Linked DNA regions of Macaca mulatta: region 1 is linked to region 2. A link is a contact called in public Hi-C data. All regions are on one chromosome and are shown on one strand. The core of a region is the stretch at or near the end of the contact, and the rest is flanking DNA. Distances in the headings are between cores, read along the strand shown.

Region 1 (6,029 bases), core at 743-3,242, 120 kb after region 2:
AAAAACTAGCCGGGCGAGGTGGCGGGTGCCTGTAGTCCCAGCTACTCGGGAGGCTGAGGCAGGAGAATGGCGGGAACCCGGGAGGCGGAGCTTGCAGTGAGCTGAGATCCGGCCACTGCACTCCAGCCTGGGCGACAGAGTGAGACTCCGTCTCAAAAAAAAAAAAAAAAAAAAAAAAAAAAGAAAGAAATCACGGATTGTACTCAATGAGACCAATGTGGGGCAGATGATGGAAAGCTGGAATTAGGAGATTCTAGACAAGCAGTGAAACATTAAGGTAGCATTAAGGAAGTCCCGAAGATTTCGTTTTATCCTTTTTATCATAACCATTGCCATCTACTTCCCCCTTCAGTTTTTCTTCCTCAGATTTGGCTGTATTGCAGAATACGGTCCCCAACTTTCTCCCTTCCCGATTGCCCGTAAGACAAGCACACAGACCTTGGTTCAAAGGTTTTACTGCTCATCCTGAGAAGACTGTACAAACTAAGAAAGTAACAACCTGGGGAAATGGCTGAAGTTCCAAGACTCCAGACTTCTTACAGGTTTCATCTCTCTTCTGTGGCCACTAACTTCTCAAGGAGGCAGTGCCCAAAAGCCCTGTGGTTTTTTGATCCGTTGTACTTCGACAGCTTCTCCTTTCCCTAGATCCAGCAGAATTCTAGACATATAAGACATAGTTCACAAAACAACAGTTATGAACCAACAAATACTTGGTTCACGGTTATAAGCCATTGAAGTCAGTCAGACTTAAGGACAACTAGACAGAGCTCCCATTTTCTGTCATCTGGGCAGGAACCAATCTCCTTTTGTATCAAATGGCCTTCTGGTACATTCTGGAATCTTGCTTCCTCATCTATTTAGTGAGGCTAATACCGCTTACTTGTAGTTTTGTTGTAAACTAAGATAAAGCCTGACATATTACTCATTTTAAAATTGTACACACAGACCCTGCTTTAACCAGATGCCTGCAAATACTCAGGTTTTCCTTCTACATATAGAAGACAACTTATCAGCTGCCAGGGCTGAAGCCAGCAGATATGGCTAAATGACAGAACAAAGGATTATGCCAATAAAGTATGCAAAGCTTCCTTGCCCAGAATATAAATCAAACAGAGTAAAAAGCGAGTATATTGGCTCCAGGAAAAGGAGCAAGGACAGCCAGTTTTCAGGCGACCTCGAATTCTCTCCGTTTAGGATTCACCAACCCTAAGGTCCACTGGGTCCTTCAATCTGAGGGTCCATCCAGGGCCTTCCCTCCTGGGGTTGGAGATGGCTAGCTGCCTGATGGAGAGACCCCAGGCTGCTCAGCAGCAACGCCTGGCACAGCCGAGACAGCCTCGTAGTCTGCGATGCGGCGCTGTACCAGGGCAGGCATGAGCTGCACGTAAGCGGCCATGAGGCGGTGGTTGGAATGGATCAGCTTCCCAGCACAGCTGTGCAGACAGGCCTCCTAGAAGGAAGATAGGGTTTAAGCGGAGGACAAAGGTGTCCTGTCGGGCCCGCCTCCTTCCTTCCCCATGCACAGCCTAGGGGTGAGGGTCTGGGAAGGCCAGGACCAGAGGTAGGGGAAGTGGGGTGAGGAGGGAAGCAGTCTACCGCTAAACTCTGTTTGCAGCGTAACCTCCTTACACAGTTCCCCACCTCCTCAGCGTCCAGAGCTCGGTGGTGCAAGCTGGGCACACAACGCTGGAAGCAGAGTTCTGTCATCCGATTGTAGACCAACAGGAAGTCACGCAGCTGGGAGAAAACCGGGACCACGAACTCAGCGATATGTGCCCCACACTTCTACTCAAGGTCGCGCAGCCCAAAGTTTCCCAGGCCCGCGCACCATAACCCGAAGTTTCCAGCCCTCAGATCCCTGGCTCTATGGGGTTTCCGCGATGTGTGCAGGAATGCGAGCTGAACGTCTGGCCCCGAAACGACTTAGTTCTCACTCACGTTTCTCAGTTGCTGTTGCTGCTGCTGCTGCTCCATCACGCCACCGGCGCATGCTCTACGCCACTTCCTTTTCAGCTTCTCGGTGCCGCCCCGGAAGTAACCTCTCGCTGCTCTCGAGAACCAAGCTAGAGTATCGCCCTGCCCCGGCTTCGACGTCACTTCCGCCCTTATAATCTGCGACGTGGCCGGCTTCTTCTGCCCGGAGAGGACGTCACTTCCGCCGAGTCCCTGACCTGCTGCTAGGATCGCGACGGGAACTGGAGCCCGAGGTCCCCGCGCGGCCCGGGCCTGGCGCCCTGAGGGGAAGAGCGGCCCGGCCCGAGGTGAGAGGGACATGCTTGGGCGACGGGAAGTTGAACGCACAAACCTGTCCAGAGGGCAAGATGCCCCGAGCCCTGGGGAAGAATGAGGACACACCTGATGTCCAGGTGTATGGGGGTGGGGGCGGGGACTCACATACCTGGGAGACTGACTGTGGAAGGGATCACCGATATCCTGGTAAAGACAGGCTTTTGCCAGAGACTGGGAACATACACCAACTGATCTAACTAAGGCCTGGTGGGGAGGGCCCAAGGAAGAGGAGTTGTATGAGACGTAGGAGGGGAGACCCCCTGAAGGAAGGGGGAAGAAACACTAAAGGAGTGAGAAAGGCCAAGCAATGGAGAACAAACCTGAATGGGGGGTGAAGACCTGAGCCCTGGAAAGGGTCCATCTCCTGCTCAGCATAAACACGCCTGCATGGAGATAAGTTCTAAGAGAGCTACTTTCCCTCTTCACTGTTGTATTTTCATTGTCACAAATAGTACCTGACACAGAGTAGGCACTCACTAAATGTCTGCTGAATGACTGAATGAGTGTAGAATAATCACCAGAGGCCTGGTGAGGTTGGGGGCTTGTGAGAAGACACCGTGCTTTGGTGTGCCTGTGTACAAATGTGCATTTTGGAGGGGAGAAATACATATACCTGAAGAAAGGAATGATGACCAAACGCTGGGACACTCAAACCCTGGGACAGCCTTTAAAGAAATGACAGAGGAGGCTTCCTTCTTCTAGAGTGCTGGCCAGTGCCCAGAACTTCTGTGTTGGGCTTTGCAGGGTGCTGGGGTGGAGAGTTTTACTCCAATACCTTTCCTAGCCATGACGGACGGGATCCTAGGGAAGGCAGCCACAATGGAGATCCCTATCCACGGGAACGGTGAAGCCAGGCAGCTTCCTGAAGATGATGGGCTGGAGCAGGTGCTTCTGTTTGATTCTTCTAATTGTTTCAATTTAGGAATCCAATTTATAAATCCTGGGTTCTCACCCTCCATTCCAGTAGCCTTCCCCTGAACTTATCTGACTCCCTTAATTTTACATATCATTTTGATTCTGTGCAGACTTCCCTTGTGTAGTGTCTTTATGATGCTTGAATCCAAACTTGTTCCCACCTCCAAAATGCTTCTGCAGTCCCTATGTTCCTGAAGCAACCCCTCTTCTCTGGCCTATAGGACCTCCAGCAAGTGATGGTGTCAGGACCCAACCTCAATGAAACCAGCATTGTGTCTGGTGGCTATGGGGGCTCTGGTGATGGACTCATCCCCACAGGTATGAACAGAAACAGGAAGCTTGGGTGGAGGAGGGGACAGGAATGGTTTGGGGAAGCATAGGATATGTCTAGGAAAGCTTGAATAATGTCTGGAGATCTTAGGAACTTCTGCTTGTAGGAATCCCATGGACTCTCCTCAGCCCAAAAGCAACTCCCAGCATTGTCCATCCATTTCCCTTTTGCCACTTGGCCCCTGAAATGGCTCATTCGTCCTTTCCCTGCCACCACCTGAGTCAAGTTAAGACCTACTTCACAGGAATGCCCCCGCTCTACAGCTTGAGGCTGAGTTGGAACTTTGTGAGGCTTTTCAGAATTTTTAGATTCTAAAGTTTAGAGGAACAAACAGCCCTGAATCTCACACTAAGATTCCACATGGGAATGCAACCAGGTTTCTTGTTATCATGACCCACCATCCTTGACTCCTGCTGCCCCCAAACTCAGTGTATTTTCTTCTGTTTCCTCTGCCCCTATACACCAACAACTCCCTGCAAACCCCTCCTCTGGCCTCCAAGGAGGCCATATGTATATCAGGATTTGGTTATCACTGTGCAAGGTCCGAGTTCCTCCTAGTAAACAGGAGAATCCAGTTGTCTCTAGCATCTCCTTCAGGGAAGTCAATTTCATGTGCTGGGAGAGAAGCATGGGTGGGGCCACAGAGGTGTCTGGTGTATCTGAGAGAGGCTGGTGTCAGAGAACTTGATCCTTTAGGGTCTGGCCGCCATCCATCTCACAGCACCACTCCTGCTGGCCCTGGAGATGAGGTGGCTCGGGGCATTGCTGGAGAAAAGTTTGACATCGTCAAGAAATGGGGCATCAACACCTATAAGGTAGGATTTGAGCACCTCTCACTTCCCCAAAACTCGTTATGGGTACCTTTTTCCCCTTTCCTCATGATCGTAATATCCCATCTGTGGCTGAGAGTAGGAGCCTGGGTGGCGTTGGGGTAGATACCTGTTGTGTCGGGAGGCTATTAGGGTCTCTGATCTATTGCCCCGTTTCCCAATCAGTGCACAAAGCAACTGTTATCAGAACGATTTGGTCGAGGCTCACGGACTGTGGACCTGGAGCTAGAGCTGCAGATTGAGTTGCTGCGTGAGACGAAGCGCAAGTATGAGAGTGTCCTGCAGCTGGGCCGGGCACTGACAGCCCACCTCTACAGCCTGCTGCAGACCCAGCATGCACTAGGTGATGCCTTTGCTGACCTCAGCCAGAAGTCCCCAGAGCTTCAGGTGCCTCACCCAGACCAAAGAGGGTGGGGGAACTGGGCATGGGCCCTCCCAGGCAGTCATTCGTCATCCTCCCTCCCTCCTGCAGCCCACAGGGAGAACCCCTTCAGGGTGGGCCCAGCCCTACCCCCAGCAGCACTCACCTGTGGAGGCAGCCTAAGGGTTTGTACAGAGGTCCAGAAGTTGGAGGGGGTGGGGGAGGGGGCACACTAGGTGCTTCACAAATAACCCCTCTCTGCATTGGGGAGAATGCCTTCAGTGCTCAGCCTAATCAGAGCCCCTGCCCTGCTTGCCACACTAGCTCTTAGACTGTTCCAGTCTTGTGAACTTATCCAAGAATGCCCACCACCCACATTCCTACCCCAGGTATCCCCAGGGTGACCCCACTGACTTTTTAGCTAACAGAGCTTTGCTGGAGGCAGTCCTTGGTTCTTCCAGTTTTGCTGGCTGTTTCCTCCCCAGGGAGGAGGGGAATGAAGGGCTCTACAGCTCCAGTCAGGTAGGTAGTAGTATTCAAGGTCTGTTCCTCCCTTCTGCCCTCAGGAGGAGTTTGGCTACAATGCAGAAACACAGAAACTGCTATGCAAGAATGGGGAAACACTGCTAGGAGCTGTGAACTTCTTTGTCTCTAGCATCAACACACTGGTCACCAAGACCATGGAAGACACGCTCATGACTGTGAAACAGTATGAGGCTGCCAGGTGTGGGCACTGGCAGGGCTTAGGGTTTGGGGAGTTGGCTGGCATGGGTTGAAATTTGGGCATTAGGGACATAAGAATTCAGGAAGGAAAGGAGAGTATGTCTTGAGGATAAACGGGTGGAGACCAGCCTTTATCACCCCCTTCCCAGGCTGGAATATGATGCCTACCGAACAGACTTAGAGGAGCTGAGCCTAGGCCCCCGGGATGCAGGGACACGTGGTCGACTCGAGAGTGCCCAGGCCACTTTCCAGGCCCATCGGGACAAGTATGAGAAGCTGCGGGGAGATGTGGCCATCAAGCTCAAGTTCCTGGAAGAAAACAAGGTGCCTACCCCACCCCCTTGACCCTAGCCCACCTTTTCATCTGTGACACTAACCTTCCCCTCAGACCCTCCCCATTATTGAATGACAAAATGCAGCCTAGCTAGGGAGTAGAATGTTACCCCCTCAACCCCTGGGCCTTTCCAGATCACCCTCCCTCCAATTCCTGGCCCTTTCCCATTGGAGGATTTGGCTGCTGGTCCCAGGAACATAACTGGGAAAAATCTCCCCCTGAGCTGGGATACCAAAACCTTAGGCC
Region 2 (5,723 bases), core at 2,960-5,459:
TTTGGACCTTCCCTTGAGCTTCAAACCAAACCGACCACCTACATACCTCAACGACCTCTATAAAAAATTTTGTTATCTTCACCATATCCCACATCTCATTTCATTAGGTGGTAGCGCTCTTCCCCTGGTTTCTCCTGCACCCCTTCTGCAACATCTATTGGTTCTTTCTGTTTTCCACCACATCTTATATATCCCCCTACTTCAGCACTTGTCGCACTGGATTGTAAAAATCTGTTAGTGGACTGTCTTGTCTGTTAGATTTTAAGTTTTGTGAGGGAATGGATTGACAGCAGCTGTTCGGTGCATGTTAGTGGGGAAGAAGGGTGTCTTGGACAAAGCAGGCCACAACTTATAAGAGAGGGAACAAACTTACTATTTGCCTCTGGTACTGAAACTAACATCTAAAAATGGAATGGAATTTAAATGATGTTTTGGAAGGGTTTATATTGAAAAGGAGAAATCCTTTTGACTACTGATGAGGTAGATAACAAACCACCATGCAAAGCAGGATTCCCCTACTTAGCAATCCTGTGCACAGAAAACAGAAGAAAATGAGAATGGCTGTTTTGGGATGAAAACGATACCTTATTTTTTTCTTTTCCAAGAGATATGTATTTTATAAAGTAAAATAAGTATACAAACAAAACAAAACAATTGGTTTGGAGCTGAGCCTGCCTGACAGCCTGGGGCCATAAAAGGAAATCCCCTCTAGTTCGGGCTGCAGATTCAAGGGGTGGAGCAGGGGGCGGTCCGTGGTCTGGGCCAGCAGCCTCCGGATGCCTTAGTGCTGTGGTCACTTCCTGTGTGCGACTCTAGGCAAGGCCTGGAGTGATCAGGGGTCTGGCCATCCAGATGCCCCTACAGCTGAAGGGGTTGGGGGTGTGGCCTTTTACTTAATCATTTTCCTCCACAACTTGCTGGCATCTGCTAACACAGAAATAGCCAAAAGCTTTCCCTAGAGGTGGGATATCCCCAGGAAGCATTACACCCACTGTTTATCAGCTGGTCTTGCCTCCTAGACCTTTAATTTGTGCCCTGACTTATCAGCTTCCAGTACTGGGCAGGCCAAACTCTGAGGGCAAAAGTATGGGCACAAGGGTTCTGTTCACTATCAAGCTGCCTGCCACCTCAGGGCCTGGACTTTTATCACAAGGAATCCTGCTAGGAATTAACCCCTTCTTCATATCCAGCATACAGCCAACTTAGGCCCCCATACTTTACCCCTCAAACCAGCACCACAACCATCCAGTTTCATTAATGCCACCCCTTTTCCTTCTGGCAACATCTTCCTAGAGTCTTCCTAGATGCTAGGTCAACTGGACAACTGCCTAAGCCTGTATTTCCTCATCAACAAAATAGTAACAGTGCTTTCTGTCTTTATCAGGGTACCCTTTGAGAATTATGTGAAAAATGGAACAAATGACTTTGCAAAGTATTAAAGATAAATAGTGTAGAACCTAATGGGAACCAGTGAAGTCTAGACTAAGATGACAGGTGATCCTGACTTGTCAAACCTAAAAACTAAACTCTACCAATCTTAAAAAATAAAGAATTTGAATCTGCCACCCTGAGTCACCATCATTACTGCTCTTCTTGCCTTCCTATCTCAGCCAACCTTGTAGAACTGGTCTACATTCCCTTTCACTATTTGCTTACCTCTCAACTTTTCTTTTTTTTTTTTTTTTTTGAGACAGTCTTGCTCTGTGGCCCAGGCTGGAGTGCAGTGGCACGATCTTGGCTCACTGCAGCCTCTGCTTCCAGGTTCAAGCGATTCTCCTGGCTTAGCCTCCCAAGTAGCTGGGATTACAGGCGCACACCACCACACCTAGCTAATTTTTGTATTTTTAGTAGAGACAGGGTTTCAATATGTTGGTCAGGCTGGTCTCGAACTCCTGACCTTGTGATCCACCCACCTCGGCCTCCCAAAGTGCTGGGATTACAGGCATGAGCCACCGCAACTGGTCTACTTTTCAATCTGCCACAAATCTGCTGTCTTGAGAGCAGAGATTATGTCAGATTCTGGACTCTAGCACCCAGCACAGAAGGTGTTCATCATAGTTTCTTAAATGAAGGAACCCAGTGTAGTCTGATTTCTTCACCCATTATTCTGAAACAATACTCACAGATCATCAAATACATCCTAACTGCACATTGAGGGGAACAACAGACGCTGGGGCCTACGAGAGTGGGGTGGATAGGAAGAGGCAGAGGATCAGGAAAAACAACTAATAGGTACTATGGCTTAATACCTGGGTGATGAAATGATCTGTACAACAAATCTCCATGACACGAGTTTATCCATATAACAAACCTGCACATGTACCCCTGAACCTAAAAAAAAAATCCCAATTGTAAATTCAATGGCTACTTTAAAATATTAATGTTCTTTGATCTCTCAGTAGCCTGAACTGCTGTTGACCACCTCCCCTTCATTAAAACATTCTCTAAGCTTTACTGACACATTTTCCTATTTCTTTTTCAACTTACAGCTGCTCCTTTTCAGTCGTGCAGGCTTCCTGTCTCCTGACCTCTTGCCTTCCACTCTCCTGAGACATTCTCCTTCACACCCATGGCTTCAAGTATCATCTATATGCTGATAGCTCTCAAATCTGTTATCTCCAAGTCAGATTCCTCTCCTGAATTGCAAATCTGCGTAACCAACAACACACTCAACATTTCTACCTTGCTGCATTGTCACCTTAACTTTAACACGTCCAAAATAGAATGCCTCATCCTCCAGTTTTCTCCATCTCAGTAAAAACAGCCACCATCTATCCAAGTTCCCAAGCCAGAACCCTGGTCCTCATCTTTGCCCTTACTCACTCCCCACCAAGTTCCACAATTCTTTGTCCTAAAGACTTCTGGAATTTGATCACTTCTCTTTTTCACTCACCCTAATTCTAGTCCAAGACATCATTACTTCTACGATGAACTAGGCAACTGCCTCCTTTCCACCTGCTCTTCACAAAGCATCCAAGATGATACTGAAAAATGGACAATCTCATTATGTCACTACATAGCTTTAAAACCTTGCTTTTAAAATAAAGACCTTCTTATAGCCTAAATATGCTTGCATGATCTGGCTGATCCTTGCAGACCTCTACAGTCTTATGTCCTGTTCTTCTCCTCTTGTACCCAATGCTCCGACCCACAGAGATCATCTATCCTCCAGCTATATGGAACTCCAGACAATTTCCTGTTCTCTCTGCTCTGTGCCTTGCCTCCTAGTCTTTGCCCATGCAGTTTACTGAGGCTGGAAAGCTCTCTGCAGCCTCTGCCTGTGAAACTCTCATTCAGCAGTCAAGATTCAGCTCAAACTGCGTCCTCTGTGAAGACCCTCTGCCCCCCACAGGCTGTGCTTAGCACTCATTACACTGGCTAGCAAAGGCAGCCGCCCCCACCAGACATGAGCACTCCACTCCACGTAGCCAAGAGATATCTAGCCTTCCTCTCATCCACCAACCGCTTCAGCTCACCCCTGGTTGAGATCGTTCTCCGTGTTGTCCAGCCACAGGCGAACGGCGACTGCGTTGCCCTCCCGGCACTGAGTGAAAATGTCGTCCATAGCAGCGTCCCGGCGCCGAGTCCCCTGGATTAGGGTAGCCTGAGGACTGTGGGGTGATCCAGGGAAGGAGGATGAATCCCAAGCTTTATCCTCCACAGGAGAGAAGTGTTTGTGTTGGGGGTAAGGGGCCTGAGCTGCGTCCCCGGCTATTGGGGGTCTGTGAAGGAGTTTGTGGCTGCGGGATGATGCCCGGCTGTGTCCTCTAGGCGCGAGGTAAAGGGGGGTCAGGGGAGGCAGGTAGTGTCTACTAAGAGGTAGTGTCTCCTGAACGGATGTCCGAGAGTAGGCAACTAGACCCTATCCGCGAATAGAGTTGGGGGAAGTGGGGAGGTTCAGGATCCGTATACGCTGGGGGAGGGGACTGGGGGTCCTCCCCAGGGTTGGCTCCGTTCCTTACTTGGAACTCAGGAGAAGTGAGGGGTGACAGGTTGGCAGGACCCCTAGTCGTGGGCAGGGGGCGCGGGTCCTCTCGCACTCACCGGGACTCGGGCTGCAGGCTCCTTCTCCGGGGAACTCCCGTCCGGCCGCGCCCGCAGCCCGACGCCGGCCCCGCCCCGCCCCTGGTGCTCTTGGGCAGCGCGGGCCTCCGTCCCTCCCCTCCCACCGCCTCCGTGCCCTTCTAGCCGCGGCTGGCTGAACTCGATGGTTCGCTGCGCTGCGCCGGCCGCTCTAGCAACCCCTGGCTGTCACGCTTTGGTTTCCGGCTCCGTTCTGGCGGGTCTGAGCGCTGCGACTCCCAGAGAAGAGCTCTGCACGTGGAGAAGATCGGGGACTCCGCGACCCTGCCCTCAGGTCCCTCATGTTCGAAGAGCCTGAGTGGGCCTCGGCGGCCCCAGTAGCCGCGGGCCTCGGGCCCGTAATCTCACGACCTCCTCCTGCGGCCGCCTTGCAAAACAAAGTGAGTGACCCTCAGAGGCGATGGGAGCTGTTTCAGGCCGCGAAGCAGACGCTGGTGGATCCCAGCGCTGTGTGTATTGCAGGGAGGGACACCTGTGGCACCGTTGAGGGCGAGTCCTGATCTAAAGATCCGAGAATTTCCAAAAGAAACTGACGTTGGGTCAGAGAGAGTTGTTGAGTAGAAGCTGGGGAAGCGAAGAGGGTTCTTCAGACAGGGAAAAGTACGTACAAGGGCCCTGGGGCAAGACAGCATGTTCTGTTAGAGTCACACACACAAGTGATCCTTGTGGTTGGAATACAGAGTAAATGAGAAGGGATGCTGTTCAAGTTCAAGAGGTAGATTAGAAGTTTTGCATATATTAGAAGCCAATGAAAGGTTTTAAGCAATGGAATTATTTCTTCAGATTTGTATTTTGAAAGGGTCATTGGTTACAGTGTGGAGAATGGATTGGAGAAAGTAAGAGTTGTCAGTATCATTGTTCAAGGGAGGGTGTGGGAAACTTAGAATCAAGGTAAGTGCCTGGCCTAGGATTACCCAGTAGGACTGCAACACAGAATCAGCCTTCTCGACAGTACACCTTCTCCTTTGAGCCTCTCAGATGTGAGGGCCGTACTTCCTCAGGCTTTTCTTAGGCTTCAGTCTGCCTCCAACTTGGAATCGACCTACTTTGTTTCCTCTTTTTTCATCCCCTAGCCCCATTACCATTGTCCAAGCCGCTGGCCTCTCTGCAATTTCTCCCCTTCCGTTTTTTTTCTACACTGCAGCTAGAGACATGTTAAATATTTAATATACGTGTGTGATCATGTACCTCCTGTTCAGAAACCTCCTTACCTCTTTTGGGAATGTATCAACTGGAGGCAAAAGCTCAAGGTGAAGGGTTGGAACTCCTGGTCTCTGGCCTTGGTCTTGTTGCTTGTGGCCTTAGCACTTTCCTTTGGGAAAACCTCTATTAACTCATTTACACATTGAAGAAAGTGGGATAGGTGGTTTCTCTGCTCTCCAGCTTCCCAGAAGTTGGGGTGGTGACGTGAAAGTTCTTCTGGGTTCTGGCAGGCTTGACTGGGAAGAATTCAGCTGCTTCTGCTAGTCTGAATCAGGTCGACATCTCTCCCTTCTTATTCTCCAGGCCTCATCCATTCTCTTTAGGCCCACTGTCACCCCTTGTTTTCCCCCAGGGCTCCAAGTGCCGCCAGCTCTTGGCCACATTACGGGCCCTAGAGGCAGCATCTCTTTCCCAGCATCCCCCCAGCCTACCTAGCA

The links. Hi-C and Micro-C count contacts between places; a contact is called where the count stands out from the background.
Region 1: a contact with region 2 is called in a Hi-C map of blood, with 5 times the contacts expected there. The contact joins the promoter of TIMM10B here to the promoter of RRP8 in region 2. A contact is called at or near these places in 6 of 14 Hi-C or Micro-C datasets (CD4 T cells, blood, cortical neurons and 3 more).

What each region holds. Positions count from the first base shown.
Region 1 is chr14:59,302,633-59,308,661 of T2T-MMU8v2.0, forward strand. It overlaps TIMM10B (translocase of inner mitochondrial membrane 10B), which reads right to left and starts at 1,993. Exons shown (of 4, transcript XR_013404052.1): 1 at 1,829-1,993; 2 at 1,642-1,737; 3 at 1,206-1,450; 4 at 440-658. It overlaps ARFIP2 (ADP ribosylation factor interacting protein 2), which reads left to right and starts at 2,152. Exons shown (of 8, transcript XM_015114974.3): 1 at 2,152-2,261; 2 at 3,074-3,174; 3 at 3,426-3,522; 4 at 4,232-4,350; 5 at 4,531-4,752; 6 at 5,293-5,450; 7 at 5,599-5,773. The coding sequence starts at 3,076.
Region 2 is chr14:59,176,460-59,182,182 of T2T-MMU8v2.0, forward strand. It overlaps RRP8 (ribosomal RNA processing 8), which reads left to right and starts at 4,210. Exons shown (of 7, transcript XM_015114959.3): 1 at 4,210-4,463; 2 at 5,639-5,723. The coding sequence starts at 4,365. ILK (integrin linked kinase) reads right to left here and starts at 3,611. Exons shown (of 12, transcript NM_001195713.1): 1 at 3,477-3,611. The coding sequence starts at 3,565.